5 separate regions of the Mus musculus genome follow, and all the other regions are linked to region 1. The links are chromatin contacts, called in public capture Hi-C and promoter capture Hi-C maps. All regions are on one chromosome and are shown on one strand. The core of a region is the stretch at or near the end of the contact, and the rest is flanking DNA. Distances in the headings are between cores, read along the strand shown. Region 1 holds the start of Psma5 (proteasome subunit alpha 5). Region 2 holds the start of Csf1 (colony stimulating factor 1 (macrophage)). Region 3 holds the start of Gstm5 (glutathione S-transferase, mu 5). Region 4 holds the start of Gstm6 (glutathione S-transferase, mu 6). Region 5 holds the start of Elapor1 (endosome-lysosome associated apoptosis and autophagy regulator 1).

The links. Promoter capture Hi-C pulls out the DNA fragments that hold promoters and counts their contacts. Capture Hi-C pulls out chosen DNA fragments and counts their contacts.
Region 2: a promoter capture Hi-C map of neutrophils shows a contact between it and region 1, with 2.2 times the contacts expected there. The contact joins the promoter of Csf1 here to the promoter of Psma5 in region 1. A contact is called at or near these places in 3 of 39 promoter capture datasets (liver, macrophages and neutrophils) and 1 of 115 datasets of contacts at active chromatin or transcription factors (bone marrow-derived macrophages).
Region 3: a contact with region 1 is called in a promoter capture Hi-C map of stem cell-derived epiblast-like cells, with 5 times the contacts expected there. The contact joins the promoter of Gstm5 here to the promoter of Psma5 in region 1. A contact is called at or near these places in 3 of 39 promoter capture datasets (embryonic stem cells, liver and stem cell-derived epiblast-like cells).
Region 4: a contact with region 1 is called in a capture Hi-C map of macrophages, with 2.4 times the contacts expected there. The contact joins the promoter of Gstm6 here to the promoter of Psma5 in region 1. A contact is called at or near these places in 2 of 39 promoter capture datasets (the 3T3-L1 cell line and cranial neural crest), 3 of 115 datasets of contacts at active chromatin or transcription factors (embryonic stem cells and stem cell-derived neural progenitor cells) and 1 of 9 other capture datasets (macrophages).
Region 5: a contact with region 1 is called in a promoter capture Hi-C map of pancreatic islet. The contact joins the promoter of Elapor1 here to the promoter of Psma5 in region 1. A contact is called at or near these places in 1 of 39 promoter capture datasets (liver), 1 of 115 datasets of contacts at active chromatin or transcription factors (memory CD8 T cells) and 1 of 9 other capture datasets (pancreatic islet).

Annotation. Positions count from the first base shown.
Region 1 is chr3:108,255,147-108,258,578 of GRCm38.p6, forward strand. It overlaps Psma5 (proteasome subunit alpha 5), which reads left to right and starts at 1,780. Exons shown (of 9, transcript NM_011967.3): 1 at 1,780-2,159. The coding sequence starts at 2,131.
Region 2 is chr3:107,758,790-107,762,221 of GRCm38.p6, forward strand. It overlaps Csf1 (colony stimulating factor 1 (macrophage)), which reads right to left and starts at 1,680. Exons shown (of 9, transcript NM_007778.4): 1 at 1,236-1,680. The coding sequence starts at 1,274. The region is part of intron 1 of Gm40121 (a long non-coding RNA gene); the gene reads left to right.
Region 3 is chr3:107,893,978-107,897,409 of GRCm38.p6, forward strand. It overlaps Gstm5 (glutathione S-transferase, mu 5), which reads left to right and starts at 1,877. Exons shown (of 8, transcript NM_010360.2): 1 at 1,877-2,021; 2 at 2,321-2,396; 3 at 2,649-2,713; 4 at 3,311-3,392. The coding sequence starts at 1,977. It overlaps 4933431E20Rik (RIKEN cDNA 4933431E20 gene), which reads right to left and starts at 2,236. Exons shown (of 3, transcript NR_015459.1): 1 at 1,666-2,236; 2 at 74-251.
Region 4 is chr3:107,942,092-107,945,523 of GRCm38.p6, forward strand. Gstm6 (glutathione S-transferase, mu 6) reads right to left here and starts at 1,643. Exons shown (of 8, transcript NM_008184.4): 1 at 1,507-1,643; 2 at 1,154-1,229; 3 at 611-675; 4 at 242-323; 5 at 42-142. The coding sequence starts at 1,542.
Region 5 is chr3:108,534,978-108,538,409 of GRCm38.p6, forward strand. It overlaps Elapor1 (endosome-lysosome associated apoptosis and autophagy regulator 1), which reads right to left and starts at 1,564. Exons shown (of 22, transcript NM_001346518.1): 1 at 1,319-1,564. The coding sequence starts at 1,471. It overlaps 1700013F07Rik (RIKEN cDNA 1700013F07 gene), which reads left to right and starts at 2,607. Exons shown (of 5, transcript NM_029314.1): 1 at 2,607-2,722. The coding sequence starts at 2,642.

The DNA.
Region 1 (3,432 bases), core at 530-3,029:
CTCTCACTGAACTCAGAGGTTGAAAGAAAATAAGCTTTCCTTTTTTTTTTTTTAACCCACAATCAGCTAGAGTTACATTTGGTGTTGCCTACCTATAACCCCAGAATTTGGGAGGCTGAGACAGGAAAATGGCCTGGAGTTCTAGGACAACCTAAGCTACATGGTTTCAAGGCGGAGTAGGCTAAAAGTAAGTACTTTCACTAAAAGCAAAACAGAGAACTAGCTTTCCCTTTCAGACAAATATGGCTCATTACACGGCCTCTCCCTCCCTCCTATTCCTTCTCCTTCATGAAGGTATAATTGACAAACAGTAGTTGCTTACATTTACATTATAAAAAATGATGTTTAAAAATATTACTTTTGAGACAGGGTCTCTCTACATAGCCCTGGCTAGCCTGGAACTCACTTGGTATACCAGGCTGGTCTTGAACTTAGAGATTCCCTGCCTCCTGAGTGCTGGGATTAAAGGAACTATCACACCCAACCCAGAATGGTATTTTTAAAAAGACTTTTCAATGTGTGTGTGTGTGTGTGTGTGTGTTTGTGTGTGTGTGTTATGTGTGACACATATATAGGGGCCAGCAGAGAGCAGAAAAAGGCAGTGGATCCCCTAGAGCTAGAATAAAGGGTAGTTATGTGCAGCCTGACTAGGACGCTGAGAACCAAATGTGGGCATCTAGAAGGGAATCAGGTGCTAAGCTATCTCTCCAGCCACCAGAATTATGTTTTGATATAGGTATATATCACGATTAAGTTAACTTTCACTAACATTTGCCTTTTTTGGTAGTGATTAAAATCTACCTTCTTAGAAAAATTTCAAGTGTAAGATATTAACTCTAGTCATCCTGGTGTATCATATATCTCCATTAGGTATTAATCTTACCTGAAACTTTGTACTCTGACCACCTCACACCCCACCCCCGCCAAGCCTGGGCAGAGGTTCATGCATGCTATGAAAGTACTCTGTCACCGAGTTACATTCCTAGAGAGTCAGGACTTCTTCTTTTTTTTTTTGTTTTTTTTGTTTGTTTTTAAAGATTTATTTATTTATTTTATGTAAGTACATCGTAGCTGTCTTCAGACACACCAGAAGAGGAAGTCAGATCTCATTCAGGATGGTTGTGAGCCACCATGTGGTTGCTGGGATTTGAACTCAGGACCTTCTGAAGAACAGCCAGTGCTCTTAACCCCTGAGCCATCTCTCCAGCCCGAGTCAGGACTTCTTAACCACCTAACTTTCTTTGATAAATGATTCATTTACAATGTTTCTTAAAAAAAAAAAAAGCTCAAGTTGCTCTTCTACCCTTAGGAAGAGAAAACAAGAAGCACATACACAAATTAAGGTCCTTAAAAGCAGTGACTAATCTGAAGCTCCGATACTGAACTCCAGGTCTGGGTCTGAAACTTGGATAGTTAGGGTGGTGGTGGTGATGTGTACGAATCCAGGAAAGACTTGATAAAATAATCGTACCTATGCAAGAAATTGAAAAACGTTCTTGCTGATTAGAACCTATCAACTTTTAAAACTTTTTTTTTCAACAAGCCCGGCTGGCAGAACTGCCGGGCACGCTGGTAGAGGCGCACACATTTCTCTACCCAAGTCAAAAAGTCCTCAGCAAACCTAGTTCCGGCTGCCACCGAGCCGGGAAGACAGCGAAGAGCTGGGCAGGCGAGCGCGAAGTAAGAGACCGGTGTCCCCCGGCTGCATTTACGCGAGCTGGCGAGACTTACGTCACGATTCCGACAACCCAGTCATCAGGCCAAGTCTTGCAGCCATCCAAAGCGCGGCGTGCTCACTCCTCGACGACGAGGTTCACTCTCACCGGTTGCCTCGAGTCCCAGCGCCCGTAGCAACCAAGGGTGACGGAAAGCGGAAGTGCTCTCTAGTTCCGCCTCCCTGTTAACCCAGGTCCGGTGAAGAAGCTTGTCAAGTCCAATCATCGCGGCGAGAATATCAATCAGCCAATAAAAGGGAAGCACGGGAGGGCGGGCTAAAAAGGTCGCGTGCGCACGCGCAGACGGCTGCAGGGTCCTTGGTGCTGTGGCGGTGTGGTTGATTAGGGTGCTGCTTTCAATCGTGTGGCCTTTGGGAACCCCGCGTAGCCACTGCCGCCTCCTTCTGTCCTCGCCATGTTCCTCACTCGGTCCGAGTACGACAGGTTCGTACGGCGGGAAGCAGCAGGGTCGAAATTTGGGTGGGCGGGCCTGGGGCCCGCGCCGCGGCCTGGGTTCTGCAGTGTCATGGGGCGCCCGGAGAACCTAAGTCTGGCGGGACCCGGGGAATCTGGTTCCCGAGGCGCCCGGCGAGATTCCCCAAGCTACACTGCAGCGGACCCGTTGCACTTGTCCCGCTGAGTCACCGCTAATCCTGACTCCCCGCGGAAGCGAGAGGCTGGGGCTGCTTGGGGCAGGCGGCGGAGAGGGATCGGGACCTTTAACCTGGAGTAGATTAGGGGGACACCAGCCTTGCGTCCGTCTTTTCAACCTAAGTCTGACTGCTTAGGAAAAAGAAAAGTGAAAGGAGTTTCCTTGAATAGAAGCTACCAGAGACTATTGGATGAGTTTGTAGGAATCCGTCCTGTGCTGTACATTTTAATCTTTTTTGAAGAGCGAAGGCAGTTTTCAGCTATGCTCGGATAAATATATTGCCTACAATCTGGTTTTGTGGGAACTTGAATGTACAGTGGTTCTCAGAAGAGTTTTAATACACTGATTCCATTTGACCAAAGTGTGTGTATGTGAGAGGAGGTTTGAAAGCAAGTTAATTTTAGTGTTGTGTTGAAAGCTAAATGTTTTGTAAAGTCAAAGCTGTGTGGTTGTGTTTATTAAAAGAGCAGACAACCTAAAAACTTTCAAGTCTCGAAAATGCTAACTAATACTGTCATAAATGCTGTAGATACTGTAACTTTCAGTTTCTGTTTTGAGCAGTTTTGCAAACCACTGGGTTCCTTTAAAAGTTAGGGAAAGCAGACATTTTCTTAGTTCCAGGTTACCACTGAGAAATTACTTTTCTTGGCAAGTATGTATTGAGCCTGTCAAAATATATATATGTCATTCCAGGTGCCACAATTTTGACAGGCTCAATACATACTTATATATACACATATATACATACATATTAATCTCCATCCTTTTGCTGACTCAGAAAATATCGGTGAAGTTTTAAAACTATTTCCTGTTGTCAAGTAAAATGGTCGTTAACACTTGGCTTCCAGAGTATTGAAGAGAGTCATCTTTAGGTGATAAAATGTTAAGAAAATTGTGATCCTCATCTGAAAGGCTTTACTGAGCTTTGCCCATTTATTTATATGAACTAGTTGCTTTGTGGATTTTTTTCTTTTGTATTTGCTAAGACTAAATAAAGCCCAGGCCTCTATTTAGCTAATGTTCTTGAGCGTTGGCTGTGTTCAAGAAGCACTGTTTAGGGAGCTG
Region 2 (3,432 bases), core at 430-2,929, 500 kb before region 1:
TGCTTCTTCCTCCCACCCACTGCCTCAGCCTCTGACTATGAGAGCAGCCTGGAAACTGCGGCAGTCTCTGAGCACTTCAAGACATCATGTTCCATTTTCCAATCAGTACAGTCTGCAGACAGAGACCCGGCCTGACTGCCTGGCTGAACCTCGGCCTCCTCTCTTTCCTCTTATGTCTCCTTGTAGTCTTTCTTTTCTTCCCTCTTCTCTCTTTATGCTTGTTGCATGTGGGATAACTTCCTCCCTTCCCCTCCTCCTAACCCCACCTTCTGCCTCTCACTGAGCCCCTCTCTCTGCTGTTCTACTTTTCTCTCCTCCCAGACACCTGCAACGCGCTGCCCATCACAAGTTCGGTTCCTACCCTCCAGGTTTTCCCTCTCATTCTCTTCTGAAGCAAACCCACTTGCTGTGGATTGAAAGTACCATCCTTCACTCTGTAAGAGCCATGCTATCATCTGCTGCCATTACTGGAGACAGCTTCTGAGCAGCCCATTATCAGCTGCAGCTCTGAACTCTCCTTGCACTTTCTTTCCTCAGTCAGCCGCAGAGTCTAGAATAGCCCCATCTCATTTTCTTCAAGAAAAGATTCGGGTCCAGCTCCCCTCAAAGAGCCACCCAAGTCCCTAATAGTTCCTACACATCCATTGAACAAGTAGCAGCATGCCCATCTCTCTCTCTCTCTCTCTCTCTCTCTCTCTCTCTCTGCCAACAGGTTGCTCAGCACAGGTCCTGGTGTAAAGCTGAGTGAGCCTGAATTTTCCCTACCCTGAAGGCCCACTCCCAACTGGGGCCTAAAACATGTGCAACAACCAAAGAAAGATATCTACTGGGGATGATGCCACACTCGGATCTTGTGTCACTCGGAACCTGGAGACCTGGTTGACCATTCTGGCAGACATTGGGCCTGTGCCAATCCCTGCGATACCCCCCCCCCCCAGACCCCCATCTCTCTCTCCAGCCTGTGGGTAGCTCAGTGTTCTCCTCCGTGCAATGGGATGAGCAGCCTTCTCTTTACCTCGCAAAGCGCTGCAGCCCCAGGAGCAGCTATTGAAATACCGCGGGCCTCAGCCGTAGCTTAGAAGCAGTAAGGAAGCCAGAACCCAGGGCCGAGAAGCCTGGGCAGCTGGCGAGAAGGGGCTGTCCGCTCCAAGTGGCCCCGCAGAGCCGCCTGCTGCTTGCTGCAGAGCTCCTGCCCCAGCCCGGCCCGGGCCCCGCGCGCCACGGTTGCAGCTTACCGAAGAAGGGCAGCGCCCCGCGGCGCCCCGCGCGGTCATACGGGCAGCTGGGTCCCGGCACGGCGTGTTGGCCGCCCTGGTTCGCTCGCTCCCTTGCTCGCTAGTGGCTGAAGAGCCCGCGCCCCGGTCGAGGGCCACGCCGCTGTCCTGGGATGCAGAGAGCCGCAGCGACACCGAGAGCACCGAGGCAAACTTTCACTTTCCCCTGGCCGAGCTTCGCTGGCCAGCCCTCGGCACAGCCTTTTAAGCGGGCGGGCTGGCGGGGCATGTGGTTTATGGGAAATCACCCTGGCTCTCCGCCAGACACACACAGACATACACACACACAAACACACTCACAGGCACTGACACATACTACACCCCAGAGGCCCACTGAGCCGCCGACTCCCTTCCCCCAAGCGGGCCGCCTGGTCGTCCCCGCTAGCTCTCTTCCCCGTCGCTCTGTGGCTGTGCAGCCTCCTCAAAGTAACCCGGGCTCCACCGCCCTCCCCCGCCCTTCTCGAGCTCTGGACAAGACACTGCCTTTCCTTCTGTGCTCGCCACTCTTGTCAATCTCGTGTGATTGTTCTCGGTCTAATGCTGGCCCCTAGGGACTTTCCCTCAAGGCCCGAAAATCCTCAAATCTGAGCAGGAAACGGACAGAGTACATTGAACAGGACTTGAATGGGGATGGACCAACGCCTCTCTGCTGCAGCTCCATTCAAGTCCCTCATGGAACCCAGGGCAGCAGGTTTGCAGATTGGCTTGCTCCCTCCTATGCATTGTTCAAAGAATCTACTATACTACTATACTATCCTCTCCCCTGGCTGTAGGGAGAAGTGGGGAGCATCCAGCTACCTGGGTAGGAGAGGAAGGACTTGGTCCTGTGACAACTAGCTGGGTGTTTCTGCACTCTGCCAGGAGACACTTCAGGTGCTTAACCTGAAAGCACTGGCTGGCCCCCTGCTCCTGGGCTGCCAAACCCAGCTTATGTGGAAAGGTTGGTGTGCCTGGACTCTAGATTTCCCTCAACTCTGTTGGAAATGCATTTGTGCAATCACATTTTGTCTTTACATGAGAATGGATCTAGATTAACCTATCAAGAGGAGCCTATTAATTATATTGCCAACGTCAGGATCTTTTTCTTCCTTCCATTTATCCTGATTCAATGTGTTTCAATCCCGTCATGCCCAGATGAGTGGTCTGGTCTCAAAGGGGCACTTTTGTCACGTGTCCTCCATTTCCTTGCACTACCTAGCTCAGAGCAACAACGTCCCTCATAAACCTTTGCTCAGGCTGCTTCCTCGGACATGAAGTCTTCCTTTCCCCCATCCATCTTAAGGTGAATGTCTCACCTTTTAAGGTTATAATCACATCTTATCCTTGTCTTGCAAAGCCTTCTGGGATGCTTCAGGCTGATGGATAATTCCTTCTTTCTGTGTTCCCACTGGACGCAACCCATTCCTCCCAGTTAAGTTGGCATTCATTCATTCATTCATTCATTCTCTACATTATTTTAAACTGGTGGTTCTCAACTTGTGGGTGGCAACCTCTTTGGGGGGTCACAAGTCAGATATCCTGCATATCATATGCTTTACATTATGATTCATAACAGTAGCAAAATTACACTTGTGAAGTAGCAATGGAATAATTTTGTGGTTGGGGCGCCACCACAACATGAGGAACTGTATTGAAAGGTCTCAGCATTGAGAAGGTTTAGAACCACTGAATACTAGTGATAGTAGTGATTACGTTTAGAATCACTGAATACTAGTGATAGTAGTGATTACGTTTAGAACCACTGAATACTAGTGATAGTAGTTATTACGTTTAGAATCACTGAATACTAGTGATAGTAGTGATTACGTTTAGAATCACTGAATACTAGTGATAGTAGTGATTACGTTTAGAACCACTGAATACTAGTGATAGTAGTGATTACGTTTAGAACCACTGAATACTAGTGAGAGTAGTGATTACGTTTAGAACCACTGAATACTAGTGATAGTAGTGATTACGTTTAGAATCACTGAATACTAGTGATAGTAGTAATTACGTTTAGAACCACTGAATACTAGTGAGAGTAGTGATTACGTTTGACCTGCACCCTGAGCTGGGAGGCTTCCTCTGGGTAGCACCCCATTTCACTTCACTCCGAACTGATAGACATAGCACATAATAGGAATTAAATTAACTGGGCAGTTGGAATGGATGAGTC
Region 3 (3,432 bases), core at 627-3,126, 360 kb before region 1:
TCTTAAAGCTGAAAACCAGGGGAAATCTATAGGATTAGGAAAAAAAATGTGCTCTACCCCAGTGTTCACCTACCTTCATAGAAAAGACTGTGGCAAGGTAAGAGGCTCTAAAGTTAGCCAAGCACAGGGAGCCAGCAAAACTAATGTTTTAGGCCATCCTCAGTCTGCATCCTGGACCATCCAGGGAACTTGAGTGGTCCATCAATCTTCTCCAAGCTTCAATTCCTTGTTCTATAAACTGGGCAGAACACCTAATCACAAAGTTATTTAGCCTGAATTGGGATATATCATGAAACAAGTAGAATACTTAGACTACTCTAGAAGTTTTAGACTCGTGGCTCAAGTTAATTTGTTGCTGGCTTTTGTTTTCTTGGGAGGAATCAACCCAGGCATTATACAGTCACATGTCTCTGTACCATTTCTTCTTTATTTTAGAAAAATGTCCTTTTACAAAGTCTGAAGTTTGAGTCAGTTAAACTAACGGGGAGACATAATTTCCCACACCCAGACTTGGGGCTCCGGGAGGCCTGGTGTCTTAGTCAGGATTTCTATTCCTGCACAAACATCATGACCAAGAAGCAGTTGGGGAGGAAAGGGTTTATTCAGCTTACATTTCCACATTGCTGTTCATCACTGAAAGAAGTCAGGACTGGAACTCAAGCAGGTCAGGAAGCAGGAGCTGATGAAGAGGCCATGAAGGGCTGTTCCTTACTGGCTTGCTTCCCCTGGCTTGCTCAGCCTGCCCTCTTATAGAACCCAAGACACCCAGCCCAGGGATGGTCCCACCCGCAAGGGGCCTTTCCCCTTTTGTGCTGTTTTACTCCACAATATGCTTATCATTTTCCGACTAACTTGTGGATCCTGAGCATCAGAATGAGGTTACCTGGGGCTGGAGAGATGACTCAGCAGTTAAGAGCACCAACTGCTCTTCCAGAGGTCCTGAGTTCAATTCCCAGCAACCACAAGGTGGCTCACAACAGTCTATAGTGGGATCCAATGCCCTCTTCTGGTGTGACTGAAGAGAGAGAGCGACAGTATACTCACATATATAAAATGAATAAATAAATCTTTTTTAAAAGATGAGGTTACCCTTAGTGGAGTTGTGTTTTAAATGTAAGGTACTAAAACAAAAAAATAGAAGACATCTCAATAATTTTCATACTACATTCTGAAACAGTATATATTGGGCTACGTAAGTATACTATGGATTCATTGCCTCCTTAAAAAAAAAAAAACTAGAAGCAAACCATTTAAAAACAATCATATGTCTGTCTTGCATTATACTGCTAGTGAACATTATGATCTAGATCCTATACACTCCCCACAGAGCAGAGAGAAAACACTCACACCCTCTGTCTGTCTGGCTGTCCATACCCTTTGCAACCTGCCCCAAATGCTTAATGTTTTGACTCCTCCCATAAACCAGCCTAACTCGACAGCACCTGCTGTTTATCTTGCATAGCTATTTGTCACCTTTCGGTGTTTGCTCTACCCTCCTCTTTCCTGGAGTGTCCTTTGAGGCATTTCCAATGTGCATGACCTATCCTTTTTCACAGTGGACCTGTTTAGTGTCCCCAGCCTCCCTCAGTCTTCACAGAGCCATTTGTATCTTACATAGAAAATGTTTCTATCCCCAAAGTACCTTATACCTGAATCGTTTCCTACCTCGTAGTTTTATGTGCCAGCTCAACTGTGCAACATGACTCACGCTTCCCGGGTAACTAAGGTCCAGGCCCCCACTGCCAGAAGAGTAGATGAAGCATCAACAGCCCTGGGAGAAGTTCACACCGGAGGATTTCAGGAGCCGCAGCAGCTGCGCCTGCGCACCGCCCACTGACCACGCGGAGGGCGGGTGGAGCATAGAGCGAGAGAGGAGGAGACAGTTCGGTCGCGTCAGCCCGGCCCACAGCGTCCAGTATAAAGTTAGCCGCCCACAGTCCATCGCTGTATCCCCGAAGGGGCTAAGATCGCCCAAAATGTCATCCAAGTCTATGGTTCTGGGTTACTGGGATATCCGCGGGGTGAGTGGTCCCTCGCCAGCCCAGCCTCTGGGACAGAGAGGTGCAGGCGGCCGGGCGGGGGTCAGGGGCCGGTGGGCCGATCTCCAGCCTACCTATGGGGTCCCCAGGACTGTGGGTAGAGGAATAAGGTACTGGAAGTTCCCGGGCGTGAGCGAAGGGGCTGCCTAAGGACAATTTCCCTGGACAGGACGCAGGAGCTTGGCAGCGTTGGGTTGGGGACATTGACGGAGGGGGCCTGCGAGCAAGTGGGCACTGCGCAGGCGCGCTGACCGGGGTCTTTCTCCATCCCCTGCTTTTAGCTGGCTCATGCTATCCGCATGCTTCTGGAGTTTACTGATACCAGCTATGAGGAGAAACGGTACATCTGTGGGGAAGGTAATGAATGTCTGTGGGTGCGCTACAGTTGTTTTTTACCCAGAGGGTTGTACCACACCAAGATGGTGTGGGACCCCCTGCTCCTGTAAGCTGGGAACTTTGCCAAGAGAGGCCCATAGAGTTATCTCTTGCTGTTCAGGCCCATCTTTGCAGAAACTCAAGGGTTAGTTTTTGGGGATTGGGAACTTGAGATAACAGGTCTAAGTCTCAGCTAGGTCGGTAACGGGCTTGGGTCCCACTTCTCTCTTACAGCTCCTGACTATGATAGAAGCCAATGGCTGGACGTGAAATTCAAGCTAGATCTGGACTTTCCTAACGTAGGTGGTTTTGGAGGAGTGGGCAGAAGGGAAGGCCTTCAAGTGTATCTGTTTTCACTTCATCTCTGGCTTGGGAGCATCTAGATAGAGACTCTTCACGTTTATAGAATGGATAGAATTCAAGGGTCATTGAACAGAACTGAGAATAACATTTTATTTCCTACTAACGTCTGAGAAACACTAATATTCTCCTCTTAAAGGCAGGCTATAAGAGACATGAGTTGATAGCCAGGTCTGTGACTTTATCACTGATAGATTCCAGGTATTTTCATGGTATCCTAAATGTATCCTCATGTGTCCTGGTTGTTAAAACACCTATTTTTTTTTTAAATGTATCCATAATCACCCTACTTTTACATACTTTAAGGTATAAAATATTTACATTTTGCTTTTTAAACGTCTATATGCCACACATACATTCACAGTGACACACAGGATTAAGCACCCTTGTCTAGAGTCAGGTGAGGACCCAGTGCTACTTTCTATTTATTTAGTTATTTCTCCTGGCTTCTACTCTCACACACCTTGCAAGTCTTCTCTTTTCCAGAGGAGTGGCGGTCCTGGAGGACTAGGTTCACATTAACTTTCCCCTTCTAGCTGCCCTACCTCATGGACGGGAAGAACAAGATCACCCAGAGTAACGCCATCCTGAGATACATCGCACGCAAGCACAACATGTGTGAGTGGGCTGAAGGGGATAGGAGGGAGGAGGCAGTTGG
Region 4 (3,432 bases), core at 393-2,892, 310 kb before region 1:
CCTGCTGCAAACCCTGTCTATACCACACAGTGCAGACTCACAAAGTCAGCGCTGTAGCAAAGCATGCCCATCTGAATTCGAGTGTCCATGACCTGTTTCTCCAAAATGTCCACACGGATCCTCTCCTCCTCTGTCTCTCCACCTGCAGCACACACAGCCCAGACTCACTCTCAGCAGCCCACCCTTGCCAAGACCAGGGTAGGTGGCCATGGTCCCCCACCCTGCAGCCAGCCCCACTCACACAGGTTGTGCTTCCGGCCAAGGTAGCGCAGGATGGCATTGCTCTGGGTGACCTTGTGTGACCCATCAATTAAGTAGGGCAGCTGGATGGACAAGCAGGGAAGGTCAGATGGGATATGAGGTCCCTCCATCCCTTCCCTGGGTGAGAGAAGACACAGGGCCTGGCACTCAGTGTGCCTGCCGTGGGAAGCCCTCCATGGGCACAGTGTGCACTGAATGAGAGAGCTGGGACACAGCCCATCACAGAACACTGTGCAGCCAGCAGGGATGGAGCAGGAGAGCAGAAACACTGATCCTAAACCCTCAGCCAGGCCAGGAGATGAGGTGAGATCACCATGTCTTCCCCAAACTTCCCCTTCACAGCACCTACATTGGGAAAGTCCAGGTCCAGCTTGAACTTGTCATTCAGCCACTGGCTTCTGTCATAGTCAGGAGCTGTGGTGGACAAGAGGATGTGAAAAGGACGTCACGACGTCTAAGCCCCCTTCACAAGAAGTCAAAGGCAGGACCCCTTGTGCAAGGAATATGCAGTCTGACCCAGTAAGTCTTTCCAACCAAAGCTGCACACTTGAATAGCACAGCTATGTAGTGAGTAAAAGCCAATCCAAGCCCAGGAGCTATTGAATGGCTATAGGCCTTTCAATGACTAACTAAGGCTTACAAAAGCACTAGGCCTGCAGTGCCTGTAGTGGGCAAACCTCACCCAATTACAGTCAGAATAGGGCCAGCATGTTACAACCATGATTCTATATTGACAACCAAAGCTGCACCCTCAAGGAAGTTTCTGGAAGGGATAAGCTCTGGGTTTGCCTGAAGGAGATCCACAAAGCTAAGAAACAGAGAGATAGATAGAAGCTGCTGGGCACCAGTGGACAGAAGTTGGGGAAGAGTGTGACCAGAAGAATGTCATTACCGTCCCCCATGGCGTATCTCTTCTCTTCATAGCCTGTTTCTGTGTATTCCAGGAGCAGGCGGATGGCGTGACCCAGCTGTGAGAGATAGTGGGTAACATAAGTCCGTTAGTGAAATCCTTCACCACCTCTAGGGACGCCTTTACACCTTTCACTAAGAAGAGAGGAAGGGAGGCGGGGGAGAGGGAGAAAGGCAGGGACAGAGTTTGGACTGGGGGGTGTGGCTCTGACAGAGAGGGGGAGGGGGGGTCAAGGAAAACCCGATGGGAATCTTCTTCGTGGAACCAAGCCTGTAGTCCCGCTTTGTGTTCTGACCCTGGGCCCTTCCCGCCTAGCAGCCCAACCTCCCACTCACTCCACGGATATCCCAATAACCCAGAGTCACGGGCATGATTGCTATTCCAGCCTCGAAGACTGTGCAGTCAGTCACTGGTCGGGAAAGACTCTGTAATGCTCAGCTGATGAGTCTGAGAACAGGTCCGGAGCTGCTCTGCCCCTCCCCAAAGGAACCAACCGTGGAACCATAAAGCCCAACCCACTGTAACAAGTAAAAGCCAATCTAATTCCAGGAGCTATCATCCGAAGGCGGGTCTGAGCTTTCAGATACCGAAGGCAGTGATTGATTGGCAGGCCTGCTTCCATCTGCCCCCTGCTGGATTCTCAGGAAGTTGGCAGTATCCCTGGAGACAGGCCAGCTAGGACCTGTTCTGCCCATCTCCTTTCCTGGTAGATCAGTTTTTCACACCTAGACTCTGGGAATCTGGGCTCAGATCTCAACATATGCATAAAAAGGCATTGCTTCAACCTGAGAGTCTGTTCTTGTACTCATGCTGGAAACAAGGGTTCTGCCAGTCTGACAAACTCCAGACTTCATTGTCCATACAACCTGGAGGTACAGGAGCAGTGAAATGGGAATGACCCAGGACAGGGCCAAACAGAAAAGCAAGCAGTCTCTGTATTTCTCTTGGGGGATCTGAGGCTGTCTCAATTCCTTTCTTATTGCTGTGACAAACACCATGATCAAGGCAGCTTGCATGGCCATCATGGTGAGGAACACAGTAGCAGGGGAGCAGGCAGGCATGGGGCTAGAGCAGTAGCTGAGAGCTCGCATCTATCTGACTCACAAGCAGGAGGCAGGGGAGAGAGAGAAGGAGGGAGGGATGGAGGGAGGGAAGGAGGGAGGGAGGTAGGAGAGGTAACTGGGAATTGCGTATGTTTTTGAAATCTCAAAGCCTACCCCAGTGACACACCTCCTCCAGCAAGGCCACACCTCCTAATCCTTCCCAAGCAGTTTCACCAACTGAGGACCAAGCACCCAACTGTATGAGCCTATAGGAGGTATTCTACAGGGTCATCAAGGTAGTGACTATATAAATTAATAGGCACTTTGGCCATACTTGAGAGCCAAATCCAAGAATCAAACACAGAGAGGCCTTGTGAAACTGAAAGAGTCCCACCACCATGGACAGAACCCCAAACTCAAAGGCACAGTAGCCTGGAGGGACCAGATACCTCTCCTGATTCTAAGGGACAACAGAATGCTGTCCGGAAAGGACCTTGAAGGACTCTGCAGAGGACCAAGTCCCTTAGAGTCGAATTCTCAGCTATCTAACTCATTTCAGCCCTGGCCGCAGCTCCTGGCTTTTGTGTATCTGGGCATAAGAGGGTTGCTCAATGTCCTTCATCATGGCACCTGTGGTTAAAACTCACAGACAAAATCCTACCAATGTCAGAGAGCCCCGGTTCCCTTTAATCAGATTCTTAGCATCAGTGATAAATGAGTTTGAAAACAGACTTGAGGGGAAGGGGCATGGGAATGGCTCACTTGATAAGTATTTGCCAGACCAGTATTAAAATATCAGTACAACCCATGTGACAAAGCTTGCCGTGGTGGCAGGTGCTTCCCAGCGCTGGGGAGGTGAAGAAATACGGCTCCAGCAGGGTGAACTGCCTGGGGGCCAGTTCGGCTGACTCAACAGACTCCATGTTCAGTGAGAGAGCCGTCTCAAAAACTACGTACAAAGTGATTGATAAAGACACCAAATGTCAACCTCTAACCTCCACATACACATGTGTACATGTGTGTTCACAGGAACACAGAGATATAACCCAGGGCTCAGCGACAGGGAGTCAAAATTCAGCTCAACGAGGGGGCAGAAGAATGAATGAGTAAGCACTTGATCATTGCTGTGAAGTTGGGAGTGATTGAGGCAAAGAGGGAGGACAGCGTGGAGCAGAGATCCTCTGGCTGCCCACAGGCTTCTGTTAGAAACTTGCTGAT
Region 5 (3,432 bases), core at 314-2,813, 280 kb after region 1:
AACATGCTATGTCCTAGAACCCGATTTGTAGATTAAGCTGGCCTCAAACTCACAAAGACCCACCTGCCTCTGCCTCCTAAGTGCTGGCGATTAAAGGGATGCAACACCAAGTCCAGTACCTATGGGCCACTCAAATATTAATGAATCCCACTTGCTTCTTTTGTGATTTGCTATGTTGTAGATAGGCTAGTGGTTAGGACCCTCCATAATTGTATTTATGGGACTGCACTGGCATTGTTAATTAACACTGGTGACTTAAAGGACTATTTTAACCCCTCAAAACCTTAGCTAGGTTTGATATTTAGCATCTCCCCTACAGTGCTAGACTTTTGACATGTTTTCAAATCTCTCACATTCTGCATAAATTTTATTCTGCCTTCCCCAATATACTTTTTGTAAATATTTCAATGTTGTCTCTACCATATGTTTTTAAGTCACTTACAGCACAAACCAAATATCGTTATTTCACTAATACCAAAACTATTTAACTTTGGTATTCCTATTGTCTTGTCATATGTCCCCCCAAAAACCAATTTTCAAAATCATTTTTGTTGTTGTGGTTGTTAGAAGACATTCACTACCTCTTTTGTGAATTATGTTGTTAACATTTTAGAGACACCTTGAAAAGGACTTGTGGCATATGCTAACATAAGTTCAAAGGAAAGAGTGGGGGGGGATATGTTGTAGAATTCAAAATCTAGAGAAGGTGGGACATGTGCTAAACACTAACCAAAGTGTGCAAGGGAACAGGCAAAGCGTTCCAGGAGGGCCTCAGCCAGCAGCTGCGAGCAACTGGATGTTAACACAGAGGGCACTTACTAGGTAGGATCCTACGGCTGGTCTCCCGAGCTTCCCACCCTCAGACCCAAGGGCTTCTGACCCCAGTCTACTACCAGTCCTTAACTTTACTTTTATCCCAGTTCCCTCCTTTCCTCTTTCTGTTTGGTCTCTCGATGTTTCCAATCACTCTCTAGGTAATTTCACCCATCTGGGAAGCAGCTACTGTCTTCTTTCTCTTTCTTTCTGAGAACTGTCACTCTTTCGGACCTTACTCCCTGAGCCAGAGCTGCTGAGAGCTCCTGAGGGTGATCTATTTTAGGAGTCCTCCGATGGGCTGGCCTCCCCCATGACGACACCAGCCTGCTTCCCTCGCTCCAGCTCCTACTCATCCCTAGAAAAAAATTGAACTCTATGGCCCCTGAAACTGTGACTGGATCTCCAAGGTCTCTATCTGGATCTAGGCTTTTTAGCTCTTTTTTTTTTTTTTTTTTTTTTTTCCCAAAGTGAGATCAGGTCAAGGGGGTGGAGTGGACAGTACCTCTTTGCAGGCGTGAAGCTCGGGTCCGGTTCCCAGGGTCACCTGGAAGGTGGTCCCAGCCCAAAGCAACAGCCACAGAAGCCGGGGTGTGCGCCTTTCAGTTTTTCCTCCGTCTCTGGCAGAAGGATGGGGGTTGTGACCAGGCTCTGCCATAGCGCTGTCCTGAGCCAGCGGCAGTAGCGGCTCAGGTGCTGCGGTGGCTGCTTATGCTGGCAGAGGAGGAAAAAAAAAAAAAAAAAAAAAAAGAGGAGGGAGGTACACAGGGGGAGGATGCAAGGGGCTGGACTCGCTTCAGTCACCTCCCTGCGGCTACGCCAAGGCAGCCCATCCTTCTTCCTCCCTCGGTCCTCTCCTCCTCCTATCCATGTCGCCTTGACAACCGCATCCTCTTCGCTCAGCGCGGGTGGGGCAGGGACCACGCGCGCCTGTGCGGCTCACCTGCCGGTCTCCATGGCAGCCGCCACCGCTGGCGCGCGGCGTGGGAGTGCACGAGCCAGGGTTTGCAACTAACCGAACAGGCTTACGTAAAGCACGCAGTAGAGAAACCCTCCAAAACATCTGCAGCAGCTCATTTCGCACCTATTACTCTTCCGGGCAGGGGGCTATTTCTAAGCATATCTTATTTTGTAAACATGGCATGTAAAACGATTAGGGGAAGACAGGCGTCTTCGTTATCTTCCAGGGATGGTCTCCTAGAGTGGCCCCAGCACTAACTGCAAAAACTAGTTCCATCCTTCCTCCCCACCAAATCCATCCACGTTTTTACAGCCGTCTCAGTGAGCAACCATGACGTCTGCATAGTTAAACAGCAAGGAGTGTGACCTAATCGACAGTTTTGCAAGTAGGACACGTGAGATCTTTGAGATATATATATATATATATATATATATATATATATATATATATATATATATATATATATATATATATTGACATTCTCTTACTCTCGTTGATTTGAAAATGGGGAAGCTCTCTTTTAGGTGAAAGCGAGAAGGAAACATTTGGGTCATCTTTTAGTGTTTCTTTCGTCAGCTTTCGCAGAAATCCCATGCCTTGGGAAGCCAGCGTTTTCCAACAGAGGCTCCAGAGTGCGTATCCAGGTCGCCTTCCCTCCATTCACAGCAGCCTCCTCTCAAGGAGCCTTCTTAGTTGAACCGCCAGGTGGCGCATCAGAATACATCTGTCATAACTGGAGGGATAGCTGCCTAGCAACTAAAAATTGGGCGTTCCAAACAATTGGGACCCGGGATCCTCTGCGAACCAGGTCGTGCTGAGGCTGCACTAGTCTCCAGGGAGTAAGCGTGCGTCTCTGGGCCTTTAAACATGCTTCAGCCTCAGGAAACTTTCTCGAACCCTGCCTTACGCGACGAAGACAAACATTTGGGAAATCTGTGGGCTTCTAAGGTACATTGAGGTTTCCTCAGCAAATTCCCAGTGGGGCCTGCAGGAAATTCTTGGTAACCTAACTCTGATGAGATCACCAAGTATCAAAGAAATCTGTTTTCTGCCTGTCTCCTAGGTCCGCTATTTGCGTCTGATAACGTTTTGGAAGTGGTTTTGAGCAGAGGGAAGGGAACTGAGCTCTAATGTAGAACAAGGTCTGTCAAAGCAGTGATGGGGAATATAAATGATGGGGAAATATAATAATAGTCAGGGTTCCACCAAGCTACCCTTTTGTCTTGGCTTGGCATGTGTACTCCAAAGACAGATGAGAGGTAGAATGGAAGAAAATCTCTGAAAGACACCAGGTCATACTTCAAGCAAGTCTTCATGGTACCTCTGGCCTCTGGCTGATGCAAGAACACATTTGTATACGTGTGTGTGTTTAGTTATGTTCAGTGGAAATATACACCATCTTTTTCCTAGTCTGAGTATTTGGGATATTTGAAGAGATGCACAATAAAGCGAATTAAGTGGTAATTTGAGCTTGATAACAACACCAAAGAATTTCCTTTTCTTCAATATTTGCGGCTTATGTGCCAGGCATGCTGGGAAACACTGAGAAAACATAGCCTCAATTTAGATATAGTTACTGTCCGGTTAGCTTAGTAAGGAAGACAGGCCAGCCCCTGCATCAGTCACTTAGTGGGTAGCACAACTGATCCTCATATTTG